4 separate regions of the Mus musculus genome follow, and all the other regions are linked to region 1. A link is a contact called in public Hi-C, HiChIP or PLAC-seq and promoter capture Hi-C data. All regions are on one chromosome and are shown on one strand. Each heading gives the region's core, a stretch centred on a gene start, on an enhancer-like site or on the middle of the called end of the contact. The rest is flanking DNA. Distances are from core to core; before and after follow the strand shown. Region 1 holds the start of Kirrel3 (kirre like nephrin family adhesion molecule 3). Region 2 overlaps Kirrel3 (kirre like nephrin family adhesion molecule 3). Region 3 overlaps Kirrel3 (kirre like nephrin family adhesion molecule 3). Region 4 overlaps Kirrel3 (kirre like nephrin family adhesion molecule 3).

Region 1 (2,536 bases), core at 23-2,522:
GGCTCTTTCAGTCTTAATTCCACAGGTGACTGTTGATGCCTTTAGCTAAGTAGGCGCGTGCTTAGTCCTCCCTCCACCATGACCCACCCCATGACTCTCAGTGGCAAGGATCCCAGAGGTAGCAAAGTTCTTTCTGGAGAGTCCACCTGCTAGGATTGCAGAAAGGAAGCAATCGGCACCAGGGGCGAAATTCCATTTCATACACCTAATCCAGTGCTTGGTAGGATTCAGAATTCAGCCTTGCTCAGGGAAATGGGTGACATTCAATGTAACTCTTTACAAGCGTTCTTTTCCCCAGCCACTGTAAATACCCGCCTCAGAACCTTCCCTAATCGCATCCCTTTCTGCAACTGTGCAGACCTCGCACATTTGCTTTAAACACACCCGGGCAAGTTAGACCTTACTGAAACTGAAATCTCCACCTACGCCAGGCTCCCCTTTTCCAACCTGGCTAGAAAGGCGAGCAGGCACCCAGAAGTTCCGAATGGCCTAGCCACACGGATGTTACCTAATTAATATACCGGGTGCATAAAGAACTTACATGCATCGGAGAGTTGGAGTTGGACGTGGACAAGAAAGACGAGAAAGTGCAGCCTCCCCTGTTCTCCCAGCCCCTTCCTTCCGAAGGGAAACCCACAGTTCCATTTTGTAGCATTTGCAAATGCAAAGAAGCAATGCTACTTAACTGCCAATGGGCCGGCACCAAGACCCTCAGCTAGTACGAGTTCCCGAGCCTGTCCACCTCCCAGCTCTCAGCCCTCAGCCCTCAGCCACCCGCGCCCTCCGCTGCCGCCGCCGCCGCCGCCGCCGACTTTGCTCCAACTCCGGCGCGCCGGGTTCCTACCTTGACTGAAGAGGAAGAAGCAGAGGAAGAGCAAATCCAGCTGGAAAGGTCTCATTCCTCAGCGCGCGGGCAGCCGGCGGGCAACTTGGGTGTGCAGTTAGTTTCTCTTCAAGCGCGGCGGCTGGGCTCGCGGTGCTCAGCCTCCGCCGCCGGTCCTCCAGGGTTCGCGCCGACCATCTATCTGTCAGTCGGTCTGTCCCTCCTCTGGTCCGCTTAGGTCTCGTTGTGTCTCCGGGTATCTGCAGGCAGCCGAAACCAAATGCTTGTTTTCAGTCGCCTCGGGAAGCCGGGATCCTTAGCAATGTGCCCACTCGGAGCAGATCCATTCTCTGGTTCTTGGCATCCCAGGCACACGGCTTCCTCTGGCGGGCTCCTCCCACAGCGAGCGAACGAGCTAGCGAGCGGGCGAGCGAGCAAGCGAGTGACGAGTGACAGAAGGGCTCCTTTCACAGAAGCTGGGGCGGGGGGAAGAGGGAGGGGAAACAGGTCATAATTAAAGAGGAAACACTTGGAAAGGGGAACGCTTTGCAAAACGGGAGGGTTGCAGAAAGGCTGTGCTTTTCTTCTTTTCCCTAAACAGGGGGATACTCTGCTTTTGTTACCATTATTGACCAGAACGTATAGTGAGCACCGAGCGGAGCTGTGACTTTCTGTTCACACGATGTAATGTTGTTAAACGGGAGTGAAGTTACCGATGATTAGACTCGTGCACATGCATCAAAATGTGCCTGCCTTGCTGTTGCACTAGGGACTGGCAACTGGGCTAAAAGGTAGTCAGGGGTGCATCTTTCCCCAGCAGGGACTTAGCCAGTGTGTGTAGCCAAGGCTAGGGAGTTGAGATAAGCACAAGCAGGGCAGGCTTTGCATTTGGGGGACTTTCTTGGTGTGTGTGTGTGTGTGTGTGTGTGTGTGTGTGTGTGTGTGTTGTGTGCGTGTGTGATGTGGTGACTGGGGTGATGGTGGTGGTTTGTGTGTATGTGTGTGTGTGGGGGGGGGTAGAGGAGTGGAGGAGGGGGTTGGAATTGATAAGCCCTGGGTGTTTGGATCTTAGTTTGCTTGCACTGCTCCTAGAAAACAAAATGCAGGAGTTAAGAGCGAACGCAGGCAGGTTTGTGACACATACCTATTTATTACTATTATCCCAGTCTGTGTCTCCCCTAACAAGGACAGGCAGCAGTCTGTCTTTGCATTTGAGCCTCTCTCCTCTAATGAGCACTCCATCACTATAAGGATGCCTCTTCTCCAAAAGGTGCTGTGAGTTTGATTGCCAAGGAGAGGCCAAGGTCATAGGCAACAATTTCTTAAAAACCTGCAAGTCTTTTACCTGTCATGAAATCCACACTCAAATCAAACTCCATGTCCTCCATGATAGCAACATGAATTTTTCTAGGTCTATTTACTTGATACACATTTAGGCATGCCATGGGGGAAAGTAAAATTGACCATGCCTCCAGGAGCTTGTGATCCAAAGTGGAAGTTGAGTGCATACAAGACACAAACTCTAAGTATCTTACAAAGCAACACATAAAAATATGCAGTGTTATAGAGAGTGGGTGAAGAGGGACTAAAGGGAGAGATGGGGAAAATGAAAGATGCTTTCTCAATGTGCGTCATTCAACATTCAATTACAAAATCAATCATTACTTTCTGCAGTCTTTGGACCTTAGGGAGTCCTTTTAGGGATCTCTTACC
Region 2 (2,536 bases), core at 22-2,521, 310 kb before region 1:
CTCCTGGGTATCTGCCCAGCTGGTTTGAGAGCTCATGTGTGTACTCGGCCTTTTTGCGAAGCTTTCTAGTGGCTGTACTTGTATCTATCAAAAACAGAAAGCAACACAGATGCCCCTCAGCAGGGAACAAAGCTAGATGAATAAGGGTGGGCCAAGCCATAGGATGAACCATCATGGAGCACTAAAAAGAAAAGAGCTTGCAGGTCACGACACGGATAACTCCATTGCAAAATGATAGATGCCAATCTGAGAAAAAAAAAACATATATGGTACAATCCCATCTTTATAAAATAGGAGAAAGTCCAGCTATAGAGAGGTGGTGGTCATTGGTAGGTGCCTGGACAGGGAGAGGGATGGATAGGTAATATTCAGTGACTATAGAATAGAATGAACACATGCATGTACACACGCACACGCACACACACACACAGAATATGTCCTTCCTTTTGTGCATAGAGCTATGAGGATACAAAGAATAATTTAAACAGCCTCACAATACTTGAGGACTTTATTATCTAGTTAGATAAATGAGAAAAATCTTTCTTTGATTTATACAACCAGTTCTTCCTTTGACTTGTTAAACCTTCAAACTAACAAAGTTGCTGACTAACCCATCAACTGTTGTTCTCACTTCTATTTGAATAATGCCATAACTGCTTTGTGTTAAATATCAAATGTTAAAAAAGCCAATTATTATTAGTTTGCCCTTTATCAAATTATATAAAGTAGTATAATAAGGCAAGAGTCTCCTTGCCCCCTTTGTGTCTGGGATAAAGAATTGGAGGCAGAAATGGCTCTCTCCCCCTACACTTCACTGATGAACTGTCCACGGATAAAACCAGGGAGAGGAAATATCATTGCCCTCGATTATGTACCCACTGATGGCTCCAATGGACAAAGCAAAAGCCAAAGCCATGGACCTAGGAAAGATGCTGATAGAGATTAAATGGAATACATTGCATATGTATATAAAATGATGAAAATTGATCAATTTTAAAAAAGGAAAGAAATGGTGTTTGGAAAAGCAGAAGAGAAGGATGCCAATAAGGCTGGGATAATCTTAGAAGTGGATCTAGGCAGGGTAGGCAATAAGTTGTAGCCAGCTTGCTGAGACAGAGGACCTGAGGAAAGCAGAAGACCCAGACAGATGAAGTTCAAGGTAACAAGGCCACAGCTGGCTGGGTAAGGCGTGGAGTTGATTGGTCAGTGAGAGACTGTGCTGTGTGTGCAGAATTCAAGCCAGTTCCATCTGTTATCTGCCCTGGACAGACAGCTTGCCGGCAGAATTTGGGTTCTGGCAGACTGCAAGAGAAAAATTTATGAATAGACCTTTAACTCTGGTCACTTTCGAGCCCAGAAGCTCTGGAAATTAGATCCAGATGGATGGTATTTTGATAGCTTCTCCTGACCAAGGAATTTATGCTAATTCTCAGGAGCCAACAGGGAGGAGGGGGCAGGAAAAGGAAGGAGTCTATAATTGCTTCTTTCCATGTTTCCAAGACTCATCTGTGTTTCCATTCATTGCCTGCCATTGGGATTGGACCAGAAACTGAAGAGGGAAAAATAAACGGGAGCCTGGAGCCTCACCCATCATGAATACTCTGAGGACAGTCCTGGAGCAAAGCAGACAGGTTCAGACTCTCCACATTCCAAGGAGAGTCCTGTGGGTATATGGATAGGAGCTGGATCCTACAAAAAAAAAAAAAAAAACCTTTTCCCTAAATCTTAATTTGCCCACAGAAGCATTAAAGTAAGCTTGAGACAGTAGACTGTGTTTTTCCTTGCTCGTTAGTTTCCCCCTATCTAACGTAAGAGTCTGGAGGGAAATGATCTCAGTAGACACCTGCAGGGTTTGTCTGTGTAAGGTCTTCTCAGCAAATGAGGCTACTTCTGACCATGGCTCTCCCATTACCTTTGTGATATTGAGTGAACTCTTAGCCCTGACTGGGCTTGAAGTATTTTTAGTTGGAGACTAGAGATTTACATGAGAAGACTAGAAGGTCACATGGTTCTGTTGGAATGTTCCAGAAAGAAGGCAAGAACAATTTGTTGTTGTTCTTGTTATGTTTTTCAGGACCAGGGATGATCAGGACCTCAAGCCTGGTAGGCAAGCACTCTACCACTGAGCTACACTCCCAGTCCAGGAGCAGTTTGCTTTTGAGAAGTGTTTTGGGAATTTTGTAGCTTAGAAGAGACTTCAAAGACTTTATGTCTACCTTTATGTCAGATTTATCCCTGTGTTAGTTTGGGCTGAAGTAGCGAAATACCTTAAACTGGGTGATTTATTGCTCACAGTTCTGAAGGCCAAGATCAAGGAGTAAGCACATTTGGTGTCTGCTAAAGGCTTGCTGCTGGTTCATGGTGCTTTTTATGTGTCCTCAAGTGGTAGAAGGAGCAAACCCTCTTCCTCAGGCCTCTTTCACAGGGGAGCTTATCTCACTCAAGAGAGCAGAGACCTGCTCACCTGCCATGTGCTCTATTTCCTAACACCATGACATCAGGGATTGGGTTTCAATGTACACATCTTGGAGGGGGG
Region 3 (2,536 bases), core at 26-2,525, 280 kb before region 1:
GAGCAACACTGGTTGTCCTTAGCCTTCCAGCATTGAACACTGCAGCAACATGTAAAGTTCTCGGTGCCTCTCTACTGAGTACATGGATAAATGAATGATTGGCGATCATGAATGAGGCTCTGGAGTTTAAGAACATCAGACCCACAGTAGATCAGAACATTTAACTCAGATGCAATAACCCAAGCCTAGGTTAACCTGGACAGGCAGGGAACACAGGCTCTTACCTCCCACAGCAGTCCATAGATTCTAAAGGGCACATACATCCAGTTAGCAGAAGGATGAGATGTAGTGTGGTGGGTGGCTCTAGTTAACCATAAGTTAGTATATGTTTTATTAGGCATTAGAAGACAGGGAAGCGAAGATTGCCAACATGAGGACAGGATAGAAGATGAGAATGCTAATCACCCTTATCTAATAGTGCACCCTGTACCCCACCAATATGTATCATTAGCATATGCTAATCAGTAACATTTGCAAAAATATGCCATAGTTTAAAAAAAAAGAAAAGAAAAGAAACTTTTCTCCCAGGTCCAGGAGCTCTCTCCATGGCTTCTGAGTTGTCCTAATGCCATGGTCACCTATGATGATGGTGCATTAATTGCCATCTGTCACAAACGAGTGGCCACAATCCTGCTAAACACTTGAGGACCTTGTTTGGTTAACCTGGGAGCAGGAGGGAAAGCAGAGGAAGAAGGGATGGAGAGGATGGAGGGGAGAGACGCAGGGTGGCTTGGGGAGCAAAGCAAGTGCCAAGTAGAGAGAGACAGCAGTGTTGGTGAAGTCTGAACAATCGCAAAGTCAAGCACAATAATAATTTGGGCAAAATGGCAAATGGCACAGCTGAGGAGGAAATAGCATTGTGAATGTAAAAACTCCTAAATGGAGCGCAGATGGGAGGGAAAAGTGTAATCTTCTGGAAAAGCCTCTAATTGTCTGCCCACACTAATAATTTCAGCAAACGCTCCCTCTCTCCCTCCTGCGTATAATTACACCATTCCATCTGTCTATCAGCAGGTTTTTTACTGTGCCTCGCTGCTACCACGTTCTCACGCTTGCGGAGAGATGAGGGCTTTCTGAAGATTTAAGAACCCTTCTGACACAGATCCCGAAGAAAAGACACTCTGGAGAGACAAATCCCTCTCCCAGGCCTTCTACGACTCTATTTTTAAAAAGTTGTCTCATCTCTTCAAATGCTCTTGCTGGGTCCAAGGTGGTTGGGCCATGTGGTCTTCTAGCTTGGGTGTCTACTTCTGTGGGATTGTCAGGCTGTATCGTGTTGGAACTAGGTCTGGTGGATAGTGGCTTTGTGTTCCCAGGTAGCAGGCTCTGATAGGTAGGTTTGAGATAGTCTGGAGTGGGTCTCAGGTACCCAAGCAGGTTTAGGCTAGGTGGTAAGGAAGAAAAAAGAAGCCAAGTAGGAGGGGCCTGACTATGTCCATGGCCTAGGCTGTAACTCAGCTTTCTGGCTGGGGAGGGTTCCTCATGCCATGACAAGAGTTCTGAGCAGTATTGGACAGCACTGAGCTCAGGGGAGCCTTTGGCTCCTCTCCCTACTCTGGCAGTAAGTCCCAGAGGAGACAGATGGTCTGGTCATGTAGCTCAGTAGGAAAGAGTCCAAGCTTCCCATCCAAGTCACTGATTTTCCTGCATGGAGGCAGAGCACACCCTATACTCCTGCTGTACAGGCAGAGGTGGCTTTCTCAGGAAGGTACTGGGGATGTTAAGATGTGTCTACAGGCTCCTCCTTAAGCAGGTAATTCCTCCCCTTCTCCCAGTCAACTTACTTTAACTAGTTACTAGGAGAGGTTCATGAAGGGTGGAAAGGGAAGTGGAGCCAATTCCCCTGGGTGTCTCCTGAAGGCTGGTAGGTGTGGTAGCAGTGGCATGGTGGGTTTTGAGCTATTTACTAGATTTGGCTGGTACCAGGAAAGCATTGTGGGAGGTGATTATGGCATAGCCTGAGGCTCCACCCAACCTATTCTAATACAAGCCAGGAGCACAGCTTATACTCTCCCATGACTGCCAAGCAGATGGAGACGACCGCTCTCTTGTTCACTCGCTCGCTCACTAGCATCACAATTCAGTAGACAAATACTGATAGTGTTCCCAAAAGATGCTGTAAAAGATGAAGCAGCACACATCCAACCCTCTAGGGTACTGCTGTCTAATCCAAGTACATTGCAAGCCCCATCTACAGTTTAAAATTCCCTGATAGCCATAGTGAGTAAAGGGAAATGTGTGAATTTATTTTATGAATAGGTTTCATTTTAGCTAACATATCCACAGCATTAAGTTAGTAGATGATCACTATAAGGTTATTCAATATTCTACTGTTGTTGAGACAATAAGCCTTCAAAATCTGCTATAGCTATACATATACCAATTGGAATGGGACACGTTTCCAGTGCCCACTGGCCATGTGTAGCTAGTTGTTACTCTCTAGACAGTAAAGACTCAGAATTTCTAAAGGAAGAAAAAATATGTTCTTAATTATGATTTGAAAATGTGTATAATAATTATCATAGCTAAACTCCAG
Region 4 (2,536 bases), core at 12-2,511, 260 kb before region 1:
CTCAGAAGGACCAGAGAGGGGGCAGGGTGTTGAAGTACCAGCACTGACGAAGATGAGCGAAGGGACCCATGCTCTAGTGTGACTCATGCAGACAGGCTTCCAGTTCCTGTCTGAAGAACAGGCAACGAGGTACAGTGTTCACTACTCATGGGAAAATGGCTCCTTTAGGCTTAGCACAACATGCAAATTACCTTCTTAGCATCTGAATGTGTCCAATGATAGGCTCTAAGAACTTTCACAAAAGGTTGGGAATAAGAAGGATGGAGAAAAGAAGTGAATAGAAGCCGGGTTGTGGTGGTGTATACCTTTAATCCCAGCACTTGGGAGGCAGAGGCAGGTGGATTTCTGAGTTCGAGGCCAGCCTGGTCTACAAAGTGAGTTCTGGGACAGCCAAGGCTATACAGAGAAATCCTGTTTCGAAAAAACAAAAACAAAAACAAAAACAAAAACAAAAACAAAACAAAACAAAAAAAGAAGTGAATAGAAAGAGAATAGGTCTCTCTCTCTCTCTCTCTCTCTCTCTCTCTCTCTCTCTGTGTGTGCATGTACATGGTGCAAGTGCTTGCATGTGCTTGTACATGTGCATGTGTATATGTGCATTCATGTGTGTGTGTATGTATGTATGTATGTATGTATGTATGTATGTGTGTGTGTGAGAGAGAGAGAGAGAGAGAGCGAGCACTTGTGTTTAAGGTGATTGTGAAGGATAAAGGACAGAGTTGGAAAAGGGCAAGGAAGGCTGGAGAGGAAGCAGGAAGATCTGTACAAGAGAAGAGAGGATAGAGTAAGGGTTAGAGAGAGGAAGGGAGAAAAAGTAGAAGGCAGGATGCAGAGAAGAAAGAATTTGAAACTTTAAAATAAAAACAGCAGCATGGAGGGCCTGCCAGAAGCTAGGTGTTATTTTGTTGTCATATTTAATCTTCACACCAGCTCCTTATTGGCACCATTAAATGAATCCACTGAAATGGATTGCTTGGTAGCATTTTTTTTTTTTTTTTTTTTTTTTTTTGCTACAATCCAAATGCAATAACTTAAAATAGGGGGTCCGAGAGCTTCACTAACTGCCTGAAATTCCAACACCCAGCAAAATGGGATGGTGAGATTTAAACTCGGTATTAATGAAGGTTTCAGATGACCCAACAGAGCACCCCTCAAAGGAATCAAGGCGGTTATTTGCTTTCTGGACTTTAGATCCCCATCTAAGCCATGCATGCCTGTTGAACACACTTTGGAAAGATTGTAGCCTGTGAGAACTTGGGCCTCCGACCACCAGGGGGAGCTATGTCCCCAGCAGAAGCAGGAATCCAGTTTGTATAAGCGCTAGACCCTTGAAACAAAGAGTTATTTGCTATCTTGAATTTAAGATTGTAGGGCATCTGAGGGTGCTCAAGGCAGACTACAGTAGAGTGAGCTGATTCCTGTTAGCTGCCTTTCATTTTGTTCTGCACCTCATGTAAATAGGATCCACTTTATTCAAAGCAGATCTGCTTCTTTTTCCAGCTCATGGCTGTGGACTTTTCCCTACTATAGTTATTTGTCTGTCACCCTTGACAACCAAAGCATGTCTGCTCACTAACACCAATGGGCCTGGGGCCAGCAAAGTGCCCTGTGCATCACAGATGGTCAGAATATTTTTTGACAAGTGAATGAGCAAACGGGAAGCCAAGGCATGCTTGAATGGGGAGGAATCTTGAGGATGCATTTGGGCTCACCTAGCCCGGATCACCTCAGAACAACTACTGTCACAAAGCACTCCACAGACAAGATTTCCTTTGCTCCTTCTATCCCCCCTTTGGCTTTATTCAAGGATGCCTGCCCTTCTTGGTCTTTAGTTGTTAAACCCACTGGTACTTTTATTGGAGCTGATTGTCAGAAATTAGGAGGAATTTGAATTATTCTCTTATAGAACAATGAAGGCAGCCTCCCAAGGCTGGTGTGTAGACATGTGATTGGTGTTTATAAGCGGAACACTGTGGGTGGTTCCCATCCTCAGGGTGTATGTGCCAGCAGTGATAGAAAGTACACATCACCCTATGTCTACTGAATCAGCATCTCTGGGAGTTCTGGTTGTGAACCGGGCTTTGCCAGTTCTCCTTGGGCTTGGGAACAACTGTTTGCACATACCTTCCCTCTGTCCTGCTCGGGAATCTCAAACCAACTTTTCTTTTGCTGTTCTGAGGTGGGGTTTGATATAGCCCAGGTGGACTTCATGCCACCTGAGCCTGAAAATGACCTTAAAGTCCTTATCCCCCACTTCTGCCTCTGGAGAGAATGGGATGACATTGCAGACCTGCCTGTCTTCACCATCTCATTTTAAGGGATATTGGGGAATCAACCCAGGGTCTCAAGTACTCTTTGTTGGGGCTCAGCTGACTGAAGTACAGTCACAGCACCCCAATCCAGCATTCTCTTGGATGCTAAACTACCCCAGTCTAAGCAGATTCTGTCTTTCTTGGTGAATTCAGGGTCATTGCTGAAGGAAGAAGTCAGTTTTCACCAATGCTGTTTCTCCTTTTGAGTCACAACATAAAATACT

Evidence for each region. Promoter capture Hi-C pulls out the DNA fragments that hold promoters and counts their contacts. A called contact is a pair of places that touch in the nucleus more often than the background predicts. HiChIP or PLAC-seq counts read pairs in DNA pulled down with a chosen protein or histone mark.
Region 2: an H3K4me3 HiChIP or PLAC-seq map of neural tube shows a contact between it and region 1, with 4 times the contacts expected there. The contact joins the enhancer-like site here to the promoter of Kirrel3 in region 1. A contact is called at or near these places in 3 of 39 promoter capture datasets (embryonic stem cells and liver), 1 of 484 Hi-C or Micro-C datasets (nephron progenitors), 5 of 115 datasets of contacts at active chromatin or transcription factors (astrocytes, embryonic limb bud, forebrain and 2 more) and 3 of 9 other capture datasets (adipose tissue, embryonic stem cells and liver).
Region 3: a contact with region 1 is called in a promoter capture Hi-C map of hippocampal neurons, with 8 times the contacts expected there. The contact joins the enhancer-like site here to the promoter of Kirrel3 in region 1. A contact is called at or near these places in 4 of 39 promoter capture datasets (cancer-associated fibroblasts, embryonic stem cells, hippocampal neurons and 1 more), 2 of 484 Hi-C or Micro-C datasets (both in cerebellum), 7 of 115 datasets of contacts at active chromatin or transcription factors (craniofacial prominence, embryonic basal ganglia, embryonic forebrain and 4 more) and 3 of 9 other capture datasets (adipose tissue, embryonic stem cells and liver).
Region 4: a Hi-C map of cortical neurons shows a contact between it and region 1, with 5 times the contacts expected there. The contact joins the enhancer-like site here to the promoter of Kirrel3 in region 1. A contact is called at or near these places in 15 of 39 promoter capture datasets (the 3T3-L1 cell line, the C10 cell line, the SN4741 cell line and 8 more), 4 of 15 datasets of contacts at CTCF or cohesin (embryonic stem cells, hippocampal excitatory neurons, pro-B cells and 1 more), 197 of 484 Hi-C or Micro-C datasets (the 3T3-L1 cell line, 3T3-L1-derived adipocytes, the AML12 cell line and 95 more), 23 of 115 datasets of contacts at active chromatin or transcription factors (SST interneurons, astrocytes, craniofacial prominence and 13 more) and 5 of 9 other capture datasets (adipose tissue, embryonic stem cells, embryonic tail and 2 more).

What each region holds. Positions count from the first base shown.
Region 1 is chr9:34,487,467-34,490,002 of GRCm38.p6, reverse strand. It overlaps Kirrel3 (kirre like nephrin family adhesion molecule 3), which reads right to left and starts at 1,272. Exons shown (of 17, transcript NM_001190911.1): 1 at 845-1,272. The coding sequence starts at 899.
Region 2 is chr9:34,796,961-34,799,496 of GRCm38.p6, reverse strand. The region is part of intron 1 of Kirrel3 (kirre like nephrin family adhesion molecule 3); the gene reads right to left. Among named protein-coding and RNA genes, the nearest start is that of Gm33561, 57 kb to the left of the region's middle. Within about 2 kb of position 1,271, at least 7 of the 459 cell types and tissues checked have an H3K27ac peak or open chromatin away from gene starts, as enhancers often do. A contact at or near this core is called in neural tube, where this site is marked.
Region 3 is chr9:34,770,575-34,773,110 of GRCm38.p6, reverse strand. All of the region lies in intron 1 of Kirrel3 (kirre like nephrin family adhesion molecule 3), which reads right to left. Among named protein-coding and RNA genes, the nearest start is that of Gm33561, 83 kb to the left of the region's middle. Within about 2 kb of position 1,275, at least 18 of the 459 cell types and tissues checked have an H3K27ac peak or open chromatin away from gene starts, as enhancers often do. A contact at or near this core is called in cerebellum and hippocampal neurons, where this site is marked.
Region 4 is chr9:34,751,721-34,754,256 of GRCm38.p6, reverse strand. The region is part of intron 1 of Kirrel3 (kirre like nephrin family adhesion molecule 3); the gene reads right to left. Among named protein-coding and RNA genes, the nearest start is that of Gm33561, 100 kb to the left of the region's middle. Within about 2 kb of position 1,261, at least 22 of the 459 cell types and tissues checked have an H3K27ac peak or open chromatin away from gene starts, as enhancers often do. A contact at or near this core is called in cerebellar granule neurons, cortical neurons, hippocampal excitatory neurons and 3 more, where this site is marked.